Linked DNA regions of Sus scrofa: region 1 is linked to region 2. A link is a contact called in public Hi-C data. All regions are on one chromosome and are shown on one strand. Each heading gives the region's core, a stretch centred on a gene start, on an enhancer-like site or on the middle of the called end of the contact. The rest is flanking DNA. Distances are from core to core; before and after follow the strand shown.

The links. Hi-C and Micro-C count contacts between places; a contact is called where the count stands out from the background.
Region 1: a contact with region 2 is called in a Hi-C map of liver, with 2.5 times the contacts expected there. The contact joins the promoter of NRP1 here to the enhancer-like site in region 2. A contact is called at or near these places in 1 of 5 promoter capture datasets (liver), 20 of 47 Hi-C or Micro-C datasets (alveolar macrophages, blood, brain and 12 more) and 2 of 2 datasets of contacts at active chromatin or transcription factors (alveolar macrophages and skeletal muscle).

The regions. Positions count from the first base shown.
Region 1 is chr10:56,427,557-56,433,380 of Sscrofa11.1, reverse strand. NRP1 (neuropilin-1) reads left to right here and starts at 2,549. Exons shown (of 18, transcript XM_021064971.1): 1 at 2,549-2,970; 2 at 4,595-5,101. The coding sequence starts at 5,029.
Region 2 is chr10:56,291,328-56,297,424 of Sscrofa11.1, reverse strand. NRP1 (neuropilin-1) reads left to right here. Exons shown (of 18, transcript XM_021064971.1): 14 at 3,383-3,520. Among named protein-coding and RNA genes, the nearest start is that of NRP1, 140 kb to the left of the region's middle. Within about 2 kb of position 1,619, at least 4 of the 83 cell types and tissues checked have an H3K27ac peak or open chromatin away from gene starts, as enhancers often do. A contact at or near this core is called in fetal liver and liver, where this site is marked.

The DNA of each region.
Region 1 (5,824 bases), core at 1,300-3,799, 140 kb before region 2:
AACCTGGACCAAAATGAACTCATGATATTTCTTCCACTCCAGTCTAGTGTTGATGCCTATAAGACGGCTGTCGCGCATGCCCATTTAATAATGGAAGCTAGGATCGTAGGAGTCATCCTTGACAAGATCCTCTCCCTCACTGGACTATCCATCTCATCATCTGTCCTATCATTATATCTTTAAATAAATCAGGAATACAACCTTTCCAATCTCCGCTGCCTGATCCTTGTCCATGCTTTAGTTACTTCCTAAATAGTCTCTTCACTCCTTCCCTTGCTCCACTCATAACCCATTCCCATATAAGAGGCAGAATAATGAAATAAGAATACAATGTGAAATGAAGTTCTGTTACGATAAATTCAACAATTCCTTTTTTTTTTTTTTTTTCCTTTCATTTTAAGGCCACACCTGTGGTATAAAGGAAGCACCCAGGCTGGGGGCTGAATAGGAGCTGCAGCTGCAGGCCTATGCCACACCACAGCAACACCAGGTCCGAGCCACATCTTCAACGAATGCTGCAGCTTGCAGCAACACCAGATCGTTAACCCACTGAACAAGGCCAGGGATCGAACCTCCATTCTCACAGACACTACATTGGGTTCTTAACCCACTGAGCCATAACGGGAACACTCCAGCAACAATTTTTAACTGTAGGATTTTTTTTTGGTAGTTTTTAAATAATTTTTTACTGAGTTAAAAAATTCTTTAGCATTTTAGTTCCCTATGACTAAACTTTGAGATAGTCTTTCCATATTTGATTGCTCAAATTATACTTTACTGACTGTCCTACTTAAAAATAGTCCTTTCGAAAGGTGAATATGTTCTAATGATGTTGTTATTGCTTTGATAAGTGTTTCTACTGGTTATTATTATTTTAATTTTTATAATGAAAAAATAATTCAACAACGCAGAATAATCTATGATTATTCTTTCAGACAAATAATATTTTTCAAGTTCTGGCCCTAATGTCTAATACCAACAAATCTTTTGAATCTATTCACATATGTCAAAATTTAGCATTGTCTTCCTACATCTTGTTATCAAACAAATGTTCTGCATTCCAGAAAGTTTACATTGTAACTTTGTTTTAATTTTTAGATGACTGTCTTTTCTCCAACATTTGAAGAATTTTCAAGGTACCTTTTAAAAGGCCCAAAATGAAGGATCAGAAAGTAAAAGTTTATTTGTTCATTTTCTTCTTTCCTCTGCCAGTCCAAATAAAGGAGACAGCTCTACATGAGGTCCAAGACACCCCTTGAACAATAGAGTCATTTAACAGAAGTGCCATTTTTAACCAAAATCTTTTGAATAATGGGAAATTAACCTAAATTCCAATTTTTAATCTTTTCTGTTTCACTTCTTTCATTTTTTACATTTCAGATGTAGGTTAGCTCCTACTAAAAATATGCTGAAATATGTGGATTTGATGCTTTAAAAAAAAACTTGACTAAGATTTGATATAGTTCTGAAATACCAACCTGCATCTCCATATGCACCAACCTGAAATACTTTGAGGAAGTTAGTGGCTCAAACAGCCTTCTGGGAGCAGTGGATCTCACCTTATTTCTGACAAATTGATGAGGGCTTGATGAAAGAAACCATACATTTACCACCCAGTCTGTTCTTAATGATGGGCCTAGGTCCCAGCCCAGCTCAGGCTTTCTTCATGTAATAACCCCTTCCTGGGAGTCCACGGAGCAGGGCATCGCCCATCCGAGGCCTCTGCCTGGCATCTGGGAAGTATGGTGATCCATCTGCCCTTTAGTGGAACAGGGTCCCACCTGGTCTGGGATTTGTGATGGTGGGAAGAGTGATGTGCTCAGGAGACCAAAATCAAATCAACCTAGGAAGACTGCCAAATTCTTCCTCTGTCTATAACTTACCCTCACATATAGGTCGGTCTGTCTCCCTTGCCGGGAAACTGCAGAAATCTAAAACTGACCCTTTTCGGCACTTAGTGGGATCCAGCAGCAGAGGAAAGAGGTTGTTAGCAAGGACAATTTGCTCCGTACCAACCCACTAGCAGGCAATTATCAATCAGTGCGGTAGGGCTCCCATTACCCAGCACTACGTGTGTAAACTCCGGAGTCGAGAAAAGCCTCAGATCAGCTAAGACCAGAAAAATCAGAGGCATAACTTAAATACGATATTTCCCCCAGAGTACATACTGCGTGTCTTGTTAGTTGGTTGGAGAAAGGCTGGCAAAATGCTCAACGAGTGAGCAAGAAAAGAGACAAGGGTTTTCTGCGCCTGGGCCCGAGGGAGGAGCCTATCCCTGGGAAAGGCGGGAGGGCGCGGGAAGGCGGCGAGGGCGAGGTTGCCGAGCGGGGGTAGTGCCTCCCTGAGTGCAAGGTCTGGTGACTTTGTCAGCCTGGTGGGTACAGGCTGGGAAATGCACACTCAGCAGGGAAAGGGGAAGAGAGATTGGCGGCAGTTTTCTAAAAACAACACAGCTCAAGTCTTCGCCTATGCCCCCTCGCTCACCCCGCGGAGGCAGCGACGGGTCAAAACCGGTCCCCGGTGCGCGCGTGGCCGCGTAGTTCCCACTAGGAAGGGGGTGGGCGTCCGTGACTCCAGGACGCCCCCGAGCTGTGCCGCCGGCTTTCCTCTTCTCTGTCGACCCGCCAGGTTCGGAGAGGCGCCTCTCCCTCCGAGCCTTGGGCTGAGGTCGCCCGGGGTCGCGCCAAATCTGATGACGCCGCTCGTCCCGAGCAGCCGGGCACTGGGACTGGCGGGGGTGCTCCGGGAACTGAGAGGAAGGCTGGGGGGAGGCGTCGCGCGCCCGCGGTCGCCAAGCGCCTGGGCTTCCCTCCGCGGCGCCGGCTCCCCCGGGTCTGCGCAAGGCGCGACTGGCGCCCCCTCTCGCCCCGCCACTGCCCCTTCCGCTCCACCCCGGCGTTGGACTCCCGGCCTAGTTCAGCCACCTTCCCACCCGGCGTGGGGGTCTCAGAGCAGAGCAGGAGGAAACCGGTGAGGGCGAAAAGGCGCTCGAGAGGGAGGGCGACTCGCAGCACCCAGGGGGCTGGTCTCCAACTTGGAGGCGGGGACTTCCCCGGGCGCAGGCGGCGAACCCGGGGTGCAGCTCCGCGCGGCCAAGGGCCCGCCTGCGCCCCAACCAGCGCGCGTCACGGGCGTCCAGCCGCGACCGCCACCGCCGAGCCCTAGCTTGGGGCCCGCGCGCCCTGGGCTGCCTCTCTCCCTTCCCGCCCCCAGTTCTTCCGCCAAAACCTTTGACCAGGGTCTCCTTGCCAACATTCCTAAATCTTTTTTTTTTTTTTTTTTTTTTTTTTTTGCCAGCTCTTTGCGCCAGGTAGGAATAGGGCTCTGCTTTGGGGTGTGCACAGAAGCGCGGTTTCCAGAAGGTGTCTGACCTTTTCACCTTCCCTGCGAACTCCTCCGCGGGCATCTACCCCTCTCAAGGGCCTGATCTGCGGCCAAAACCTGTTTGTTCCCTGAGATGTCCTTGCTATTCATATCCGCAGAGGCTTTCTGCAGCAGTTCCCGGAAAGTCCTCGGGGATGGAACTGGGGGGCATCCAACCCACAGTGAGGACGCGCCGCCTTAGGAGGCGGGGGTGGGCAGGAGCTGGAGGGCCGGCGTGACAATGGCCTGTGGCCCGAGCGGGCGCCGTGAGAGTCCTGCCAAGAGCAACTCCCGCCCCCGTTCTCGCTGGTCCGGGATGCACACAAACCGCGGCCACCGGACCCCTAATTTCCAAACCCGGAGCACCTGGGTTCTCAGTCAGAAGGCTGGGCGGGGTCAGGCGACGACTGCCCCCTAGCTGGAAGGCGCATTGCCTCCTACCCTGTGGCGTCCCCTCTGCCCCGGAGGAGAGGGCACTGTATCTCGGGTAACAATGGAGCCCGCGGCGCGCGACGGGCACCCGGGCACGCCAGGCGCCCAGCCGCGCGCCCCGATACCCAGTAGGGAAGCCGGGTGGTTCTGCAGCCCAGCCTCTCCCGCGCGAGTCTTCTGACTCGGCTCTACGTGGCAGCAACACGGGGTGCGTCCCCCACCCCAGCCGAGGTTTCCCCAGCCCCTTAGGGACTCGCCCACAGAGCCCGGGGCGCCCTGCTGCTCCTGCCCCAGGTCACGACCCCGCCGCCGCGAGCGCCTCCCGGGGGTTCGGAGTTGGGAGAAGCCGCCACCACCTCCCGGGCGCGCCGCCTGCCTCGGCGGCAGAGCCCGAGATCCTGGGCGAGCTGCTCAGCTCTCCCCTGGAGCCCGAGCGATCACGCCGAGGTGGGCTAGCCCGACCCTGGCGCTGCCAAGACCTCGAAGCCCCCTCCCAAACACACCCGCTCTCCCGCCCTGGGCAGATCCCCCGGCGTCTCCCTTCACCGGGGAGAGCCCTGCAGGGCCTGCGGAGAGACGGACAGACGGATGGGGAACGCACACGGAGGGAAACTTGTTCCTCCGGGTCTCCTGTCAGGCAATTGCTGGCGAGCCCGTGCGGGGAGAGGGGCGGGAGGAAGGGAGGGAAGGGCTCCAGAAGGGGAGGGGGCGGAGGAGGTGGGGGAGGCGGGGGTGCAGTTGGTGAAACTCCTCCGTCTCCCGCTCATCTTTTCATTGCTTGCTCCTCTCCTCCGTGCAGACACCCCGGACCTCCCCTGGGCGCCAGCTCCTCGGCCCCAACGGGTCCAGAAACAAGCCGGATTTTTTTTCTCTCTTCTTTCTGGAAATTGGCGTTGGTGTGTGTTTCCCTACCTCCCTCTTCCCCCCTCCCACTCCCCCCTTTTTTTTGAGACATGGCCCGGGCAGTGACTCCTGGAAGAGGAACAAGTGTGGGAAAAGAGAGAGGAAACCGGAGCTAAATGACAGGATGCAGGCGACTTGAGACACAAAAAGAGGAGCGTTTCTCTCGGATCAAGGCAGTGCCTCGCCGCTTTCCTTTCTCCAAGACGGACTGAGGATTTTACAGCTCTGGGCGGAGTGGAAACGCTCCGGATTGTGGAGATCGCCCCGGCGCTCTGTTTTCCCCGCACGTTCGGTTCTCCCGCGCCTGCCCGAGGACCCGGCGAAGGGAGGATGGAGAGGGGGCTGCCGCTCCTGTGCGCCGCGCTCGCCCTGGCCCTCGGCGCGGCCGGCGCTCTTCGCAACGGTAAGTGACAGGCGGAGGCGCGCGGCCGCGGGGGTGAGCCCGGCTCCGGCTGCCTGCGTCCGGCCGCCGGACCCGCGCCGAGCTGCCTGGATCCACCGGGAAGAGCGGCTTCCCGCGCGAAGGAAACTTTTATCCAGGCGGAAAGAATAAAGAAATAAGGTCTGTCGGTGGAGGGCAGGGAGATTGCAAGTGCTCGGGCTCCCTCCTGAAGTTGGTTGTTTGGCTGCGGGGCTTTTCCTACCTCTGCTACACGGCAGAACTGCCTACCTTGCCATATCAGCACACCAATTATCTTAATAATGTTTCCTCCCAAAGGCAATTAGATGAGACTCCCTTTCAAAAATCTGATGGCTGTTGAAAGTTAATGAACGAACACTTTACCGGGAGAACTTCCTGGTTCTCTGGCAGCTCCTCCGAACTGTTTCCTCTAGTGGGTGCCTGCAGGAGAGAGCGGTTTGCTGGTGGATGGAACTCCCTCCTCCGCTTTTGCAAATCGGCCGCGATCCATCTGGAGTATGAATGAAAGTTACAGCGTGTCAATAAAGGAATCCGATATATACAGTGCTAGGCACCAGGATATCTGAAAATCCCTAACCTAGTTGCAGCTTCCACTTAGCTTTTAAAACCACTCACTGTTAAGTAAATGGAAGACCGTGCTGGGTTATAAACAGTATCCCATAATCTAAATAATGTGTTTAAAAATGGGATCTGGTTGTAGGCATG
Region 2 (6,097 bases), core at 370-2,869:
CCGAGTCATGAATCTGGTTCCCAAGGTCTTCATTTGTGAGTAGTGAACTGTCTGACTTCTTTGAGGAGTTCTGTTCACTGTCACCTCCTGGCTAAGCCAATGCTTAGGACTTGAGTGTGTGTGGAGTCAGAGGCCAGGTCTGACTGAGGTGTTCACCCCGTGGAGAACAGTACCCACCTGCTGATACCTGGATCCCCCCTATCCTGCAGGCACCTTGACAAGCAGCAGCAAATCAGACCCTAAATTGTCCTCATCATCTGACTTGCTGAAGCCACTAGAGACTCAATCAGAATCTGAAGATTTCACATTGAGGATTCTTCTCAATATATTATATATACGGGGCATGTAGTATATATATAACATTATAGGGGGCATATAATATTCATATACAGTCTGGGTTGTACTTAGATGCATAAAAGTCTGTTGATGCTCTGCCAGGAACTGATGAGAAGCCCTGCATTTTAAATCAAGCTCTGCCTGGTGGGTGAAGCCTCTTGCCTTCCAAGGATCCTCAAACATTCCATGGAATAGTTCAGAGTCCGTGTGTGACCTCTGGTGACATGGACCTGGGCACCTCCACGTATTCCCCCTGAAAGACCAGCCTATGAGTAAGCGAGCACACATACTCCGTAGAAGTTCTAAAGACCAGATTTGAAAATCAAATCCTTGTGCATATACAGTGCTAATGATCTAATTGCAGGCAAGCTAGATCCACCAGGCACAGCCAGTTCTGGCTCACAGCAGCTATCAATTTGTTTTAAGTTCAGAATATTGTTTCCTGCTATTTTTAAGAGTCAAGAGGGGATTTAGCCAGATTATTCCCAATGAATTTAATGAGAACTGTGCAGCCACAGGGCCTGGGTACTCTTTTGAAGATTGAAAGGTCACACACACGTAGTCCTGTATATTCATTTCATTGCTCTTTTCTCTTTTCTTCTCTGCCTATCTCCCCCCCCCCCTTCTAGAAATGTTTGTGTGTATTTTCAGTTTTCAGTAGTCTTTTTAGCCAGGCTTGAATCTTCAGCTGTGAGCTACTCTGACTCCACCCCTGTCTCCACAAAAGACACTGATTTTTTAAAAAAATTATTTTAATTTAACAAGATTGCCATAAATTATATGATTGGAACAAGGAAATAAACGAGTGGTGAAATACAAAAAGTTAGAGCAGATCATCATGTTAAATTTATAGATTGGAAAGAAGCAGTAGAAGGTAAAGCCTGATTTCCATTCACTGGAGCAGGAGAAATGCCTGAATTCCTCCTTCAGGCAAAGCTGTCCTCTGTCCTGGCCATTACAAAAATACCCAAGTTCACATACTTTATGATATCACCAGAAGAGTAATAGCCAACTCATGGATGGTGTGGTTTTCTATAAATTATATAATAAATTCAATGTATTGACAAGGCCAATATAACCAGAAATGTGTATGCCGTAATGGCCCACTGCCCTCCTCTTTGTACATGTCCTATAAATGACATTTAAGGAGCAAACCCCAAACCACACACGTAGTCGCATTTTCCAATATTAACATTCTCTAATATGAGATTACACAACACCACATTCCGGGACCATGGGTGTTGACATCCAGAGTTCAACCATTCTTCAGTGTCCAGCTGACCACACTTCATCTCCTGGATTCAGTCTTGCTGCACAGAAGGGGAGCAGATTTTGGAGAGGGTTTCTCACGCTTTCAAAAGTCCTATTTTACGGTTATGATGGACTAGACATGGAGTATATCTCTCCAGTGACACTATTGCTGTGAAATACAGCCCTTTGCACTAACTGAAAATGCTCACATTATGCACATCAGGTGGCTTTGCTGGGTTTCCCTTCCCCAGCTGGCCTTGTGAACCCTTTGGTGGGTCACACTGTCATTGGGAGGGAGAATCCATCCTGCTAGATTTTGATCATGCATATCGTGCGCCTTCCTTCCAAGTTTCACATTAGCATTTGAAAAGAGTTCCTCGGAAACCGAGAAGGCAAAGTAAATCATCCTTATCTGTTCAATACATCTTTCCATTGAAACCCCCCTCCCCCGCCATTGTCGGGGTTGGGGAGGGGCAGTGGAACCCAGGCTCCAGAAGAAAGCAAGATCTTTGTGTTAAACACTTAGACGAAGTTAAAGAAAAGATCAAAACGAGTTAGGCTTCTCAACCTGATGCTAATACAGCTTATAATACATACTTCCCTTACTGTACAGGGAGATTGTTTGGAGACTTATTCTTTAGATCAGTTGGCAAGCTGCCCTGGGCACCTTTGTCCCCGTTTCAATGCTGCCATCTCGTGGACGCCTGAACTCAGTGAAAAGCATGACCCTCCCTCATTAGAGAAAACAGCCACTGTCATGTGTTTATTTTATGGATGGAAGAGTGGGACCGACAGGAGCCGGAGAATTTTATCTTTAGGATTATTTTCATTGTTAGCTCAAGTTTACCCCCCAAAATTCCCAGCATCAAAGACTTCATTTTCCCCATCCTTAAAAAATTAAGCTACTTTCCCAAAAAGGGAGTTCAGTAAAAAATAAGGCTATAGAGGTTGCATAAAAATCTCACAATCAAATAGCACCTTGTAGGTAGAACACAAAAGGCAAATCATTCCTGAGAAGCCATTCATAATTTCTTCTTAGATTCCAAAGGAAGCATTTAGAAGGTTAAAAAAAAAAATACAAATGGGTACCTATTCAAATATGCTCTGGCTTTACTGGACCTTGCATTGAGGTTTTAAGTGGAGTGAACAATTTCTATGCAAATCTGAAAATTCACTTGAAAAGCAGAGACTTACACTTGAAATTAATTGACCTGATATAAAGCACAGAAGTAAAAAATAATCTCATGAAATGCTTCAGTGATCTGACAGTAAAATCCTGGAGCCTATGCTGGTGTGGCGAGAATACAGATAACCTCCAGGGTGAGATATTCAGCCAAGTCACGTTTCTAGATTTTTGAGGTTCACGGGTCAGTCTCTAATTAAGATTCTTTTCGTTGGTGGATATCAGTTTATATGACTCATCCTCAAGAACAGACCATCTTTCATATTAAATATTGTGGAAACGGGGCGAATGCTGCAGATGTCACAGGCAAGCTTTGCAAGGGAACCTTCCTGGAAGTTTTATGTAAAACCCAAGTTGACAGGCAGTCCATAATCTTTTGGGAGCTGGGTTTAAAAAAAAAAAAAATTACTAAATGTGATTTTGCAAACCTTTTGACATCTCCATGCATCTTTTGAGTTTCCTGGTAACGTTGGATTTTTGGATTTCCCAGAATTTAAACAGATATTAAGTTACATAAATCATGCTTTCCATAAACAAATTAAGGGCCTTTCTGACCTAAATCATTAAATCTGTCTTCCTCTGCTTGTCTCCATTTTTCCTTTCTACCTGCAGAGTTTCCAACGTATGGTTTTAACTGTGAGTTTGGCTGGGGTTCTCACAAGACCTTCTGTCACTGGGAGCATGACAGTCACGTGCAGCTCAAATGGAGCGTGTTGACCAGCAAGACGGGGCCAATTCAGGATCACACAGGTAAGGAGGGTTCACTGTGGCTCATTTCTTTGAATTAGAGAAAGTGTTACTTTGGGCAGTTTCCGGGGTCTGCAGTTTCAGGGGTTTAGAAACTACTACAGGAGTTCCTGTTGCAGTTTAGCAGGTGAAGCCCCAATGATGTCTCTGTGAGGACGTGGGTTTGATCCCTGGCCTCGCTCAGCGGCCTGAGGATCTGGCGTTGCTGTAGCTGTGGTGTAGGCCGGCAGCCACAGGTCTGATCCCCCCCTAGCCTGGGAACCTCCATATGCTGCAAGCGCGGCTCTAAAAAAAAAGAAAATGCTATAGCATATTTGCTTACATTTTTATTTTTCTGTAATTAACAAGATGCCCTTCTCTAGTGGAGATTCACGTAGGTCACCGAATAGAGAGTGCTGATTAAATTTGGCAACTGATTGACATCTCTGGAAAACAGCAGACTGGGCACATCAGTGTGTATGAATTAGTACCTGTTTTCTACCTTTTCTAAACGTTTTCAGATGTACTCAAAGGTAGAAAAACAGTGAAAGGACCCTCCACGTACATAGCCTAGCTTCCACAATGATTAAATCATAGGACTCTTATTTTATCTCTAGCATCCTGACGCTGGATTGTTTGGAAGCAAGTTGGGACATATACGGTATCATTTATTTTATGGCGAAAGAAACAATAAGTGAGCCTAAGGCTGACCTTTTTGACCCTTAAGTGGCAGTGAATTGGAGTGGGGTGGAGCTCTTGTCCCTTTGAGGAAGATTCTAAAACTAGCCCATTCCCTCCGAACAGGTAGAAGTCTCACCACACCCCAGCTCACAGCCCAGTCCCCCTCCTGTCTTAATTTCTTCTGAGATGAATTAGGGTTGGGGGACAGAGGGGAGTGGTCAGCCACTCCAGGGGACCTCTTTTATCCACTGCCGTCCTATTTCTTCCCGGTCATTTTAACACCCATCTGGGGGTGTGGTATAAGGAGCCCGGAGTGGTCTATAGAGAACACACATGTGCACACACACACTCACAAAAATACCCAGCCTGCAGACTTCTGCCCTCATCAGTGACACCAACAGGGCTGCTCACTCCGGTCGTGGCTTCCCACATGGGACCCCAGAGGGGCCGGTGCTGAGGCTGAGAAATGTCAGTAAGGCATGGTGCGCCATGCTGCCGTTGGGGATGAGCAGGCCAGGGGGCTGGTGGGCAGGCAGAGGGTGCTTGACGCCTTGCCCACTTTGCTGCTCGTGTTTTCCTGGCCATTAAGGAGGTTGAATAGGCCTCCTTCCACCACAGCTCCCTCCTTTCCTAATGAGAATGACAAGGAAATTGGATAAAATTGGACTCCTTCAATTCTGAGACACTTTCCATTGAGGCTTAAGACAGGCAGTTTCAGAAAACTTAAAATACTTTGACTGTAAATGGCACTGTACATATAAATGGCATCAAATTAACCAAATGCAATTAGCTGCAATGAAGGCAGTAATGGTGGAAAAATTGATGCAAAGTGAAGCAAAGTGGCTCAGTCGGATCTGACATTCAAAGAAGGTTAAAAGCTACGTTAGCCAGAGACAAAAGCTAAAAGGCTTGCCGAAGTACAGTGCTAATTGAGAAAACGGAGAGAAAGTTCCCGACCCAGAAGTGCGAGAAAACCCCCGAAAGGAACAATATCAGCGCTTTAGGTGTTGGCGTGTCGGGAAAGGCGGGCTTGTCTTAGACTAACGGCTGAGGAGTGTGATTCCTTCAGGGGGATTTGTCTCCTTTGTCTCCCAGACACCCCGGTTTACTCGGCAGTGGTGCCAGCTGCCAGGTGCCCCCCACCCACTAGAAAGAGCCCCCGCAGCCCTGGACGCACAAGCTCAAGAGAGGTGGGTGAGGACGAAGTCTGAAAGGCAGGAACTTGTTAACATGGAAAAGTCTGGATGAAAAGAGCCCCCCAACAGCACACATGCACACACACAGTACACATGCACACGGCCCCATACATAGCACACAGGCACACGGCCCCACACACAGCACACACACACACGCAGTCCCAACACAGCACACAGGCACACACACACAGAGCACACAAGCACACACACACAGCGCACAGGCACTCATGCACACAGCCCCCACAGCACACACACACAGCCCCACACATAGTACACAGGCGCACACACACACACACAGCCCCACAGACAGCACACAGGCATGCAGCACACGCACACAGCACACGGGCACACAGCCCCACCCATATTGTGGGTAGCACTTTGCAAAATCAGTGGAGATTTGTGAAAATTCATGCCATCTAGGTAAAATAGCCTGTGGCCCGATTTTGAATTTGTCAAAGGAATCCCACTTGGTTTTCTGCACTTGACCTCTGACAGTGAAGCCGTGCCCTCCTTACTGAGGATTCCCGAAGCCCTCATCTTCCCCTGGTCCATTGCACAAATGCTTTGGAGCCGCCAGCTTCCATGGCAGATGCTGCGAGGGGCACTGGGGATGCAGGTGCAAAGGAGGGAGGCCAACCCTGGAGGCGCCCATGGTCCATTTGCGGGTAGGGATGGGTTACAGTGCAGGTGAGGGTGCCCCACGGCAGTAGGAGCGGCGGGGGGT